Regions from separate parts of the Mus musculus genome. Here all the other regions are linked to region 3. Evidence: chromatin contacts called from public Hi-C data. All regions are on one chromosome and are shown on one strand. The core of a region is the stretch at or near the end of the contact, and the rest is flanking DNA. Distances in the headings are between cores, read along the strand shown.

What was found. Hi-C and Micro-C count contacts between places; a contact is called where the count stands out from the background.
Region 1: a Hi-C map of the N1E-115 cell line shows a contact between it and region 3, with 5 times the contacts expected there. The contact joins two enhancer-like sites. A contact is called at or near these places in 10 of 484 Hi-C or Micro-C datasets (the N1E-115 cell line, cerebral cortex, cranial neural crest and 5 more), 12 of 115 datasets of contacts at active chromatin or transcription factors (craniofacial prominence, embryonic forebrain, embryonic hindbrain and 6 more) and 1 of 9 other capture datasets (embryonic stem cells).
Region 2: a Hi-C map of the N1E-115 cell line shows a contact between it and region 3, with 4 times the contacts expected there. The contact joins two enhancer-like sites. A contact is called at or near these places in 1 of 15 datasets of contacts at CTCF or cohesin (the NIH/3T3 cell line), 1 of 484 Hi-C or Micro-C datasets (the N1E-115 cell line), 3 of 115 datasets of contacts at active chromatin or transcription factors (craniofacial prominence, forebrain and vascular smooth muscle cells) and 1 of 9 other capture datasets (embryonic stem cells).

Annotation. Positions count from the first base shown.
Region 1 is chr13:98,586,762-98,590,410 of GRCm38.p6, forward strand. No RefSeq gene overlaps it. Among named protein-coding and RNA genes, the nearest start is that of Gm41033, 14 kb to the left of the region's middle. Within about 2 kb of position 1,885, at least 74 of the 459 cell types and tissues checked have an H3K27ac peak or open chromatin away from gene starts, as enhancers often do. A contact at or near this core is called in the N1E-115 cell line and nephron progenitors, where this site is marked.
Region 2 is chr13:98,537,045-98,540,830 of GRCm38.p6, forward strand. No RefSeq gene overlaps it. Among named protein-coding and RNA genes, the nearest start is that of Gm41032, 2.8 kb to the left of the region's middle. Within about 2 kb of position 2,462, at least 5 of the 459 cell types and tissues checked have an H3K27ac peak or open chromatin away from gene starts, as enhancers often do. A contact at or near this core is called in the N1E-115 cell line, where this site is marked.
Region 3 is chr13:98,389,245-98,392,952 of GRCm38.p6, forward strand. No RefSeq gene overlaps it. Among named protein-coding and RNA genes, the nearest start is that of Foxd1, 37 kb to the left of the region's middle. Within about 2 kb of position 2,132, at least 50 of the 459 cell types and tissues checked have an H3K27ac peak or open chromatin away from gene starts, as enhancers often do. A contact at or near this core is called in the N1E-115 cell line and nephron progenitors, where this site is marked.

The DNA of each region.
Region 1 (3,649 bases), core at 635-3,134, 200 kb after region 3:
ATTAAGCAAATAGAAGTGAGTTCATTTTAGTGTAGTGGCCATTTAAAAAAACAAAAAACAAAAAAAAACACATACAGCAAGGATGAAAATGTAGCCAAATAAGAAGCTAGAGTATTATAAAATCGGATGCCAGGTGAAGGCTGAGATTCCAATTCTGCTCTATTCTTAGTTTTTGGGTCTTTCCTCGTCAGAGCTCCTCTCCTACCTCATAGTTACCATGGAGATCAAGCAAAGAACGGTTATGAAACGTCTCCGAAAACGTTAACCACCACAGCGACACCAGCACATTCAGTTCTCACGAACTTTGTAGGACCAACAGCATTCTCACTTGACTGCCAATGTAAGGGTGCTCTCTCACCAGGGCTCTGGACTAAAGTTCTCTGTAATCCCCTTCCCTGTCCCCACAGGAGGCCTCTATGTCCAGTATGATCTTCAGGAGCAGAGTGGGTATTGCCCTGCGAATCAACCGCTGCCTGGTGGCCTCCAACACATGCTAAAAACAAAGCTCTTCTCAACACCTCCCGAATCAGAATAGTCTCTTGGAGACTAGAGAAGGAAGCAGTGTTGCACGGCTGGTCCTCTTCCTATTGGGCTATTCTCTCCTTCATACTGTATTTCAAGTCTATTCACACACCTAGGTGTCGTTGTAGCTCCGCCCCCGTGGGAGGGGAGAGCCTAAAATGTTAATTATCTGGAACGGTAGCTTGCACTTCACATTCTGGATCCCGGGATGGGATTTAAGCCTATTTAGATTTTCTGTGAATTCTTTGAGGTTAATGCAACTTCTGAATGTGACTAGTAATCTCTAATTATTTGCAGAGATGGTAAATGTGAGACCAGATTAAATCCACTGATAATCCCCAAATCTCATTTTAGCCAACAGCGCGGCTCTTTTCCCACCAACCCTGGAACAGTCAACTCAGAACCGCAGCTTTTTTTCTTTCTCCTGCCTACCCTCTGCTGGAGATGCAAGCAAATCGCCCGAATTTCCAAGGGGTGGAGGTAGAAAGCCAGCAGAAGAGCGAGTGGAAAATCCGACCGCCTGGGCCACTGCCCTGCTGGAGAACTAGACACTGAGTAACCGAAGATCCTGACATAAAAGGAGCAAACCACTGGCGCAGATATTAGGAGCCCTGGGCCACAGTGTCATGAAGGAGCCTCGCTGTCCCTCGTTTGCATGCTGGTACACTGAGATCATTGCTCTCTGTCAGGTTGGACTAGCTTCCTCCTGGAAGGGGTGGGAGAGAGTGGAGCCTGAAGCCGAGGCCGGCTGGGGGGGGGGGCGGGGGGCTGTAGCCCCAGACAAGCCGAGCTCTGGGAGGGGCCCACCTGCTCCCTTCCACTGAGACACAACATCAGATAGCTAGGCCCAGAGGAGGAAAGCAGGCTTTCTTTGGTTTTGCTGTTAAGGCTTTTAAAATCATATTCTTACTCGATTGCTTATTAGCATCAGAATAGTTCCCTAGTCTCTTTGAGCCAGGTCTGTTTTGAAAAAAACAATAAAATTTTACATTATCATTTTTATATATCTTATTAGATATTCCAAAATAATTATCACCAAGGAAACAAAGCACTGCAAATATTTTTAAAGCCAAGAGTTTTCTTTTTCCTTAAAAGAGAAAACTGGAAAATATTTTTAATCAAAGAATTAAATGTCCGCTCAAAAGCACACAAATATCCCACTGAACTTTGATCAGTCTGTTTTTAAATCTATGTTGACCCTGCTGAGCCAGAACCATTGTTTAGCTCCAGTTCCAAGGATTCAGAACGCATTCGAATCCGGGAGAAGAAAAAGGGACAAAGCTTGGCAAAGAGAGGAGAACCGGTTGAACGGTATCTTCTTGGGGCGAGGTGACAGAAACCTGTGGAAACTGGTAGCTGAGGGAGCCAATGTGAATCATATATCAAAAGCTGGCTCCTGAGTCACAAAAGTCTAATGGGCTAATTTCAGCAACTCTGCACTCCGCGTATGCAAATATATAGTGGGGTTGGGGTGGCGGGTGGAAGGGTAACAGTGGTCTCCAGTTTCGGGGCAGGGAGGTTTCAGAGGCAGAAGGGAAGGCGGGAAGAAATGGACACCTTTCTTCCCAGGATGAAATGTCCGTGTGAGGGATGAAGGGACCTCCCGGCTCAGAGAGCCAGGAGCTCCCTGGCGACCACTTGCAGGACTCCCGGTTTCGAGTCGCCGCGCCAGCAGAACCCAGGGATTCGGACCAGTCGCAGAGCGGCGGCGTCGGTGCGGACCCAGCTGCGTCTCTTCACTGTCCTCCCGGGACTCCTGGGGGCCCCCGCCGCCTCCTGGCTGCCAGCTCTGTCCCTGCTCCGCGCCTCTGCGCCACCAGGAGCTGGGTTGACCTGCGGCCTCGAGCCTCTTTCCTGCCCCCTCGTGGCCATTCAGGGAAAACCGCGTGGGTCTCTCGGTCACTTAGGACCAGCGCTGCCGCCGCCGCAGACCCGATGGGAGACACTTGAGTTAGTGCAGGGGGGGCAGGGGCCGGGGGGGCACCGAGCAGAAAAACTGTCGATTGGGTGACGCCGAGGTACGGAGACCCTGTGGGCTCTGACAGGAGAAAGGTCCTCCAGAGCTGGCCATCTAAGGCAGTTGACCAAGGACCTGGCTGGCTTTCTGGGCAGTCACGTGATTACGGTGGAAGGACAGCGGATCTACAGTATGGAGTTAGGAGATGGACAAGGGCATAGTTTCGTCCCAGGTGAACCAGCCTGGCTGCCCTTTGGCAGGGCCAGGCACAAGAATGTGTTTCAGGTTACTGCCTATAAAGGACTTCCGCATCTGGTCGAGTGTGGGTGCGTGGCCTTTCTGGATTTCAGCTGCCAAAAAAATATACTATCCTCCGTTTGTCAAACAAGGTGAAAATCGAATGTGCTTGAAGAGGGTAGGCTTCCTGACTTTTGCTGCGCCCCTGACGAATATGGCTTGGGAAACCAAGAGCAGATGGAGACTCATTTCCCTGTGGTCATCCAGGTTTCTGCTGGTTCAGGATCTCGTGACAGATGAAAAATTATTCGTGGTGCTGGTAAACGTTCCTCCCTAGAAACTCCAAGTGGGCTTGACTCACTCGCTGGCTGGCTGGCTGGCTTATGTTTTATGGACGTTCTCTTGAGGGCTTTGAAGTTATTTGTCTTCAAATCTGTTTCTCAGCTTCCCAGCTCCTGAATAAATTACCCACCCCCTCTGCTTCCACACCCACAGCTTCTCCCCCACTGTGAACAGGGAAGTTGTGGGCTTTGGTTGGTTTGTTTGTTTGTTTGTTTGTTTGTTTGTTTGTTTTTGAAGACATCTTAGAACAAGAGCAGTTGGGCTTAATCCGTCTGTTGTCAGCCCTGGGAAATCTGTTTTTGTGTGGTTGGCTGAAAAGCTTGATGAAGATGAGGGGAGTTGGACCCTTGGACTTGATTCTGGTCACGGGCTTATCCCTGGGTCACAGGGTCACAATTTGCCTGAGTCTGGTTGCCTTGTGGGGCCAAGTCATGGGTGCTCATTTATAGATCGTGTTAAATACTCACACTGCGAACATCTCCATGCTTGTTTAAGGATTGCCATTCGCCAGAAGTTGGTGCTAATTGATGCCAGGCAGTTCTGCTGCAAAGACTGCAGGCTTAGATGTGTTGTGCTCTTCGTGGAAAAGAG
Region 2 (3,786 bases), core at 1,212-3,711, 150 kb after region 3:
AGTTACAACCAAAAAGAGTTTATGTATTATTTTTGCTTTCAGAGTTTCTTGTGACCCAAGCTAGCCTTGAACTTACTATGTGGTGAGCTCCTGATCCATCTGCCTCTACTTAGCAAATGCTGAGGTCACACCACCCTGCTCAGCTGCTGTGAGGCTTTTACTTTGCTTAGTTGAGAAGAAATTTCAAGACAGGTAGAGGTTATTATAACTGGCCAAGGGGCAGCAAGGACACACATTTCTTTGCGTGCTTATTCTACCATGATCAATGAAGGAGCACCTCTTCCAGTTTGGTTATGATTTGTTTGAGACAAGACCTCTTTACTATGCAGATGTGGGTGTCCTAGAACTTGTTCTGTAGACCAGGCTGGCCTCTTACTCATAGAAATCAGTATACCTCTGCCTTCTGAATACTGGGATTAAAGGCAATTAAAGGCACCACTACAACTGGCCTCCTCGGGGACTTAAGGTAGTTATTCTTCTAGCTGTCATACCTACACTCCAAGAAAAAGACAGATTTTAAAAAAATGTACAAATTGCCCACCTTACCTGAGTCTGCCTGTCTGCATGAGGCTCCACTCCACAGTCAGAACTAACACATCTTTGGTCGGAACTGGATGGCATGGTTGCTCTTAAGGGTAGAAGAGTCTGGGAATGGGCAGAGATCACTTCCTCTGACAAGGCAGATAGTGGGAACAGACACTGGAGAAACTACAGGCAACATCCTCTTACGGGCTGACCATGTGAGAAAAGTCTGTCCTGAACACTAACAACAGCATGTGGCCTTCTTAGGTTAATAGTATTTTCTGATAAGAAAGAAAGAATGATATTTAAGCAATCCATTCGATCCTACTGCAAGTAGGAAGTAAGGAATAAAACACAATCACGCTTGGGCTAGTTTTCCTGGCAAAGTCCAGTTCCAGGTATCGGTGTCAGCTAAGCCTCTGCGTTCTAGTTCTTCTCTTTCCTCACAATCCTCTTATTTTTTGTTATACTGTTATTAAATTCCACCTTGCAAAAAAAAAAAAAAAAAAAGGAAAAAAAAATCCAAGCTCAGCAAGCTGCTGAGAGACTAGGCCATATCAGGTGAGCCACTTGGAGCCTGGGGGACTGAATTTCTCCTTCCTGATGTGCTTGGACCTATTTAACCTCCACACTTGCATAGCCCCTGGCAGATTTAGCTCTGACAGAGAGAGAAGCTCACCGACAGTACAGTGTGGGTCTCCAGGCCGGGCATGCTGCAGGGGAAGGCTACGGCTAGTTCTAGGGTCAAAAGAGAATCCGAGGTAGGAAAAGGTTTCCTTCATCAGAGGTAATTTGGTTTGTGTAGTTCCATTTCTCCCAGAATCCTCTGTTCTTGCCAGACTGTCTCCAAGGTCTCTGCTCTTCAAATAGTTTGCTACTCAAAGCAGTGACTGGGTCCTCGAGGTAACCTGAGTTTTATTATTAATTGTTTGCATTGACACAGGATGTCCCAGTGTAGCCCAGGCTGACCAGGAACTACTAGTCCCCCTGCCTTAGCTTCCCCAGGGCTGGGCTCACTGGTGTGTATCAGCCAGTACAGCCTGCACTAGATAAGGCCAGCTGCAGATGCCAGCTTAGATAAATGGCTTCTCCTGCAGGAACATATTCTCTCTGCCCTGCTGCCCTACCCCCACAACCCCAGAAGAATCCCTTTGTTAGTTACACATGAGCACATGCCAGGAGCAGTTCATCTAAATGAGCAACTGCTTTCTGGGAGTAGACCCGACAGAAGAGAAGCTGGGCAAAGCTGCACTTGAGTGCCAAGCCTTGGCTGCAGAAAGAAAAGCCAGATTGTTTCCAGGGACCAGTGATGGACAAGCACCAAGTTGAGGCAAAGTGGCCTCGAGCTCTTCGCCATTGCCCAGTGCTCGATGCTTGGCATCCTTCCTCGGAGCATGGGAGATGATGGCTCTGGGGAAATTCCAGTCTGCAACTCATTGAAGCAGGATAAACAGAACTCCTGCTCCAGAAGACTCTATCCTGAACAAGAGGCTCTTGGAATCTTCTTGGAGGTTTTGATGTCCACATAAACTATAAACAACGGGGTTGGGAGATACTTGGTGCAGCAGGCTGTGACCATCAAGGTCAAAGGACGGGCATAAGGGACATCATCTTAGACTTTTATCCATAAAGTGACTTTGGACAGCTCTGAGGAGCAACAAAGATTTTGTTGAGTGGCCCCCCAAAAAAACTGTGATGTAACTGTCTTTGTCTCTTTTAAAATACAATGCATAAAGAAACAAGAGATGCAATCAAATATCTCATGTGCCACATTTTGCTTTGTAAACCCTACATGTGTAACTCAGGATAAAGCCGCCCTGCTGTCTGCTTAAGAGAAAGAATGCTAAGATTGCAAGGAAAGCTATCTTAACAGCAGCAAAAGCCCGTCTTAACCACGTGTAACACATTATCCAAATGAGGATGTTTCCCAACATTGCGTAACCAGAGATTCCAGAAGTCCACTGGACACAGAGGCAAACCTGGCCGGCTTGCATGTGTCTGTTCCACTTTGGGAAGTTATTAAAATGCCTTGTTAGACTTACTGGCTAGCCTACAATTTTAACTTCACCCTAACTTCAAAAGGCATTAATAGCAATAAGCCGCAGTTTATCTAATTGGGGGTGTATCACCTAACGGGGCAAAGAAGCCACCACACCAGCTGCCAATGGACAGAACAGGCTAGTTTTAGTAACATGTTTATATGGGAAGTCAGATTCTGTGCAAGAAATGGACAGATCCTTTGCTCTCAGCTGGCGAAGCGCATCCCATAATCCTTGCTGCTTACTTCAGAACCTGACATGTTCTAGCCCCAGGGACTGACAGAACCTTGGACCCTTGTGGGGTACTTGCTTGTCTCAAATGACATGTGCTCAGGGACACAATTGTGTCGGTAACACTGCTTGAAGTTAATATTTTAGTTTAAAATGTGTAACATCAAGGTGTAAGTAAGATCTGGGTGAATTCTGATGTTCCCTCAGCCCTGCTCCATCACCTACAATGAACATGCTGATTTCCTGCTTGTGCAAAGACAGTCTCCCTTCCCTACCTGTCACATACACTAGGCAGCGCTTCTCATGCTGTGTCAGAGTCACCTGGAGAAGCTGTTAGAATAGGGACCCAGAGCCCAGATCTCAGCAATCCCAATTCTCCAGGGTTAGGAGAGGATAGAGGTTGTTCATTTAAGGTCGTCTCAGGTGAGACTAGCTCTACTGTACGAACAGCATTGAGTCTGTACAAACATAAATTCTATGAGGCATGTGACACATCTGCCTCACAGAAGAGAGTGCAGAAGGCTACAGTAGGACAAGGGGTGTCACACAGGGTGTCCTCCTCCATCATCAGCTGGTGGCAGGGTCTGGATCCACAGAGGCTGTGTGCCAGTCTCAGACCTGGCTTCCAAACAGAGAACAAATGTGGGGAACAGTGAGATTAGGGCAAGAGCCAATGCCTTGAAAATGAACATGAGACTGGAAGAGTAGGGCACTTGGAAGACTAGGCCGTGAGACTGTGGCTGTCCTAGAGAGAGAGAGAGAGCACTGTCCTGGGGAGCACTGTCCTAGGGAGCACTGTCCTGGGAGTACTGTCCTAGGGAGCACTGTCCTAGGGAGCACTGTCCTAGGGAGCACTGTCCTCGGGAGCACTGCCCTCGGGAGCACTGTCCTAGGGAGCACTGTCCTCGGGAGCACTGTCCTGGGAGCACTGTCCTTGGGAGCACTGTCCTTGGGAGCACTGTCCTGGGGAGCATTGTCCTAGGGAGCACTGTCC
Region 3 (3,708 bases), core at 882-3,381:
CCTCTGGACACCAGACACTACTGATGTCGTTTTTTTGAGTGACAGGACCAGATGTTGCTGACTCATGGAAATCTAGGTTTGAAATATCAAAACTATTCACTTGGTTGACTCCAAAGATATTAAATTCCACAGTTATGATTTTTGGGCTGCTCTGAAAGTTTTTACTCTCCCCAGTTCCCTCATCTCTGCCAACCATTTTCAGAATAATAGAAGTGCAGATATTTCCACTAGGTCTCTCCTTTTCTGTTTTAGACCCAAGGTCATGATCTCCCTGAGTGAAGGACACCACAAACTCCCTTCATGCTTTGATAAGTCATGACAATTTAGCTATGAGTTGGGAGGCTTATATGAACCAACACCAGACCGGTGGCAACTGTCATGAAGTCACCACAATCAAGATGATCATAAACCAGGCAGTTCAAGGGTCTATCCCGTGGGGGAGGGAGCGGTGTTAGTTCAGATGTCTTCACTTGTGGCCCCCAAACTGCATAAACACACCTCTGACAGAGTGAAGTGAGTCACAGTTTCTCACTGTTCATTTACCACCTCCTCAACTCTGCTTGCTTTTGGAAGCTACCACAGGACATCTCCCTGTGATCCTTAGCTTAGGAATCCCACAGCTACAGATGTGTGTTTTCCTGTGTATCTGAAGCCTACTTTAGCCTGCATTTGGGAAGTCTTTTCTGGATGGGTAGGTTTGCTTGCTCCTTGATCAGATGACTGGACAATTCCAATACTGGCTCATTTATATTTCCTGCAGCCACTTCCTGGTGGTGGTCTCCTCACCACGAGTGCCTGGCCCAACCAACCTCTTTTTTTCCCCAAGACTGCACCATTGAAAAGCTTACTTTAGTAGACATAGCTGAGGGTGTCGGGTGAGGGACTACCCCACCCCCTAGTAGCAGCCCCCTCCTCCCTCCCTCTCTCTCTCTTTCTCTCTCTCTCTCTCTCTCTCTCTCTCTCTCTCTCTCTCTCTGTGTGTGTGTGTTTCAGTGCACTTGTGGGGTCAGAAGACAACTCACCAGGTAGTTGGGGCCCAGGATTGAATTTACAGAAATACCATTTTCTTCATGTGACCAACAGCAGCCAGGGTAGCGTCACCCACTTCTGTTATTAACCGGTACGGAGTGATGGCCTAGTGTTTCCCAGGCGTCTTTATAGATCAAGACTGTTTACTCTGAACCCTCAGTTGCCCATTGTCAGACCTCACTTTGACTTAAGCTTTCTCGGTTTTTCCTAGACAGTGGCCAGTGGCTTTGCAATGACTCAATGCAACAGCTGTTTAATCGCTTTTGGACCAAACTCAACAGCTTTACTGGAGGAAAGCTGAAATGAGGCTTTCTTGGGTGAGTTTTGAGAGAGGAGAGGCAAGAGGAAGGAAAAGCTTAGCAGGACCACGGAGTGTGTGTGGGGTGTTGGCCTGGATTAATCCTGTGCTGATAGTGCTTATACTGGGACCTCTTAGCTCTGGCCTTCTTTCTTAAGACAGATTTTTTTCTCTTCTTCCTCTCTTTTGTTGACTTGGACAGGAAAGGGCGTGCGATCTTTTCATTCAGCCTAAACATAATACAAGAAGTACCCCGTGCTTTGGGGGACATGTGGTTGTGTTCTAAGGGACATCTGCAGAAAGATGGTCTTGGGAAAAAAAACGCCTTCCCCAAAACACAGAAACATCTCCGGAGCGAGTGATCTCTGTGCGCACAGATTCAATAAGCCCAACCGCACTTGGCTGGGGCACAAACCTAATACGGCAGCCCATATTGTTGCTCGGAAGGTCTCCAGCCAAACCGACTTCTTGTAAAAATAAATACTCATCAGCAAATATTTTGATTAGTTAAAAATGTTCGAGATGGCTAGGCCCTCGCTCCCCCTCCTCCCCACCGCGGCGCTTCCCGACCCGGCCCGCTCGATGGGAGTCCGGCCCGCGGGCGCCCGGGAGGCTCGGGCGCCGGGCTCGCTGAGAGCGGTTCCTAGGGCTGCGGGACGCGATGGCCGGCCGCAGGCAGCCTCGCCCTCCCCGAGGCCGCCGGCCCGGAGCCGCGCGCAAGCTCGATACATTTACTTGCCTTAAGCTCTTTATTAACTCCCCCGGAGGAGCGCGGCTGCGGCTGCGGTTGCGGCTGCGGCCGCGCCTCCTGCGCCCCGGTGGTCTGGCTCCTCCGTGCGGCGCACATGCTAAACAGATTAACATGCCTTGGCTGACCCACGCTTCGCAACCCGCGGATAGGGTTTCTGCAGCTCCATGTGGAAATTAACCTATCTGTACCCGTGGTCAGCTGCGCCCGGCTGCTCCCGCTCTGGCCGGGCAATGCAAACAAACCCAGGCCGCTGCTCCCCTCCCTCTGTGACTCTTGGCCTCTCTCCCCCTTTCCTGGCCAAATATTTATTGGAAAAGAGGTTCTTCTCTTTGGCCGAAGGTAGGGCACATTTCTGAGAGCTCTTTATTTGTAAATGATTTCTTGGCAGGGCCAGGCACCCTTAGGAGGGGGTCGGTGGTGGTGGCAGGGAACTCATTCATGGTTGGAAGGTTTATACCCCTTTGCAGGCTGGGAGCTATTTGTGTTTGTCCAGAGCACACTAGTCCCGGTATGAAAAATACCCAGGCTGTCTGTAGCTTGCCTTTGCAACAGCTCCTCTGTATAATAGCATGGGCTGCTTTCTAATAGGGCAAATTCCCATTGCTCTGCCTCCTATCAGTGCCCAGTAACCGCTGTGAAGGAATTTTTCTAGATTTTCTTTCCCAGTGAGAAGGTGGGATCAGCCTGAACTCAAGACTTAACCGCAGCAACCCCTGCCCCTCTGCCTCCTCCACTGCCTCCTCCAGAAACCCAGGGCATGGGGGATTATAAATGGGCCTTCAGTCCTCTTGCTAAGCGGTTTCCGTCTGTATCCCATTATTCAAACGTTAATAACATTTAGGCAGTTCAGCTTTTCACTAGAACAGAGGTTGGGTCAATCTGTGTGGGTTGGATAGGGCTCTTCCGATTCCTTTCCAGGGCCTTCATCCTGAAGATGTCTCCATTGTTTGGGAACCAGGAATGGCTAATTTCTGAGATAACTGCTATTCTTGAGCCAATCGTGGTCACCTTGCCTCCTTACTCCAGTGAGCCCCACTCCACCCCAGGGTTCACTTTGAGATTCCTGGCCAGCCCCATCTTTCCTCCCTGGCTTCTGGCAGCGTGGCACCGTGTTTGAGAGGGGGTGGTTTGGGCGTGCCCCCAGTGCTGTTTCTCAAAGCATCTGTGGCAGCTAGCCATCCTGTTTGGGTTTACTTTCCAGTGGCCTTGGTGCTGGTGAACTGCGTGAGAGTTGCAGGTGGCACTGATCAAACTGTGTGGCGGCAGCGTTCATGTGGCAAGGCAACAGTCGGGGGGGGGCACACAATTCATGTGACACACCCACAGTAGACCCACAATCAGGGGAACAACTGCTCACGAGTAGAACCCTGGGTCCCTGCCAGTGGAGTGACATGCAGGCTCTGTTGGTTCCTTTAGCCCGCTTTTATTTTCCAGTTGTGTGTTTCTTGGATGTGGGGCATGGTCCTGAGTTAGAAAACGCTTTTCAGAGTGCACGCTTCCAGAAAAATAATCAGAAAGCAACTGGCAACACATTTGAGCTGGTGTCAGCGTGATTCCGAGGAGATGAGCTAGAACTGGCGTTGGTAAAACATGCACGGTTAAGAACGGCCTCAAAACGAAGTTATAAATA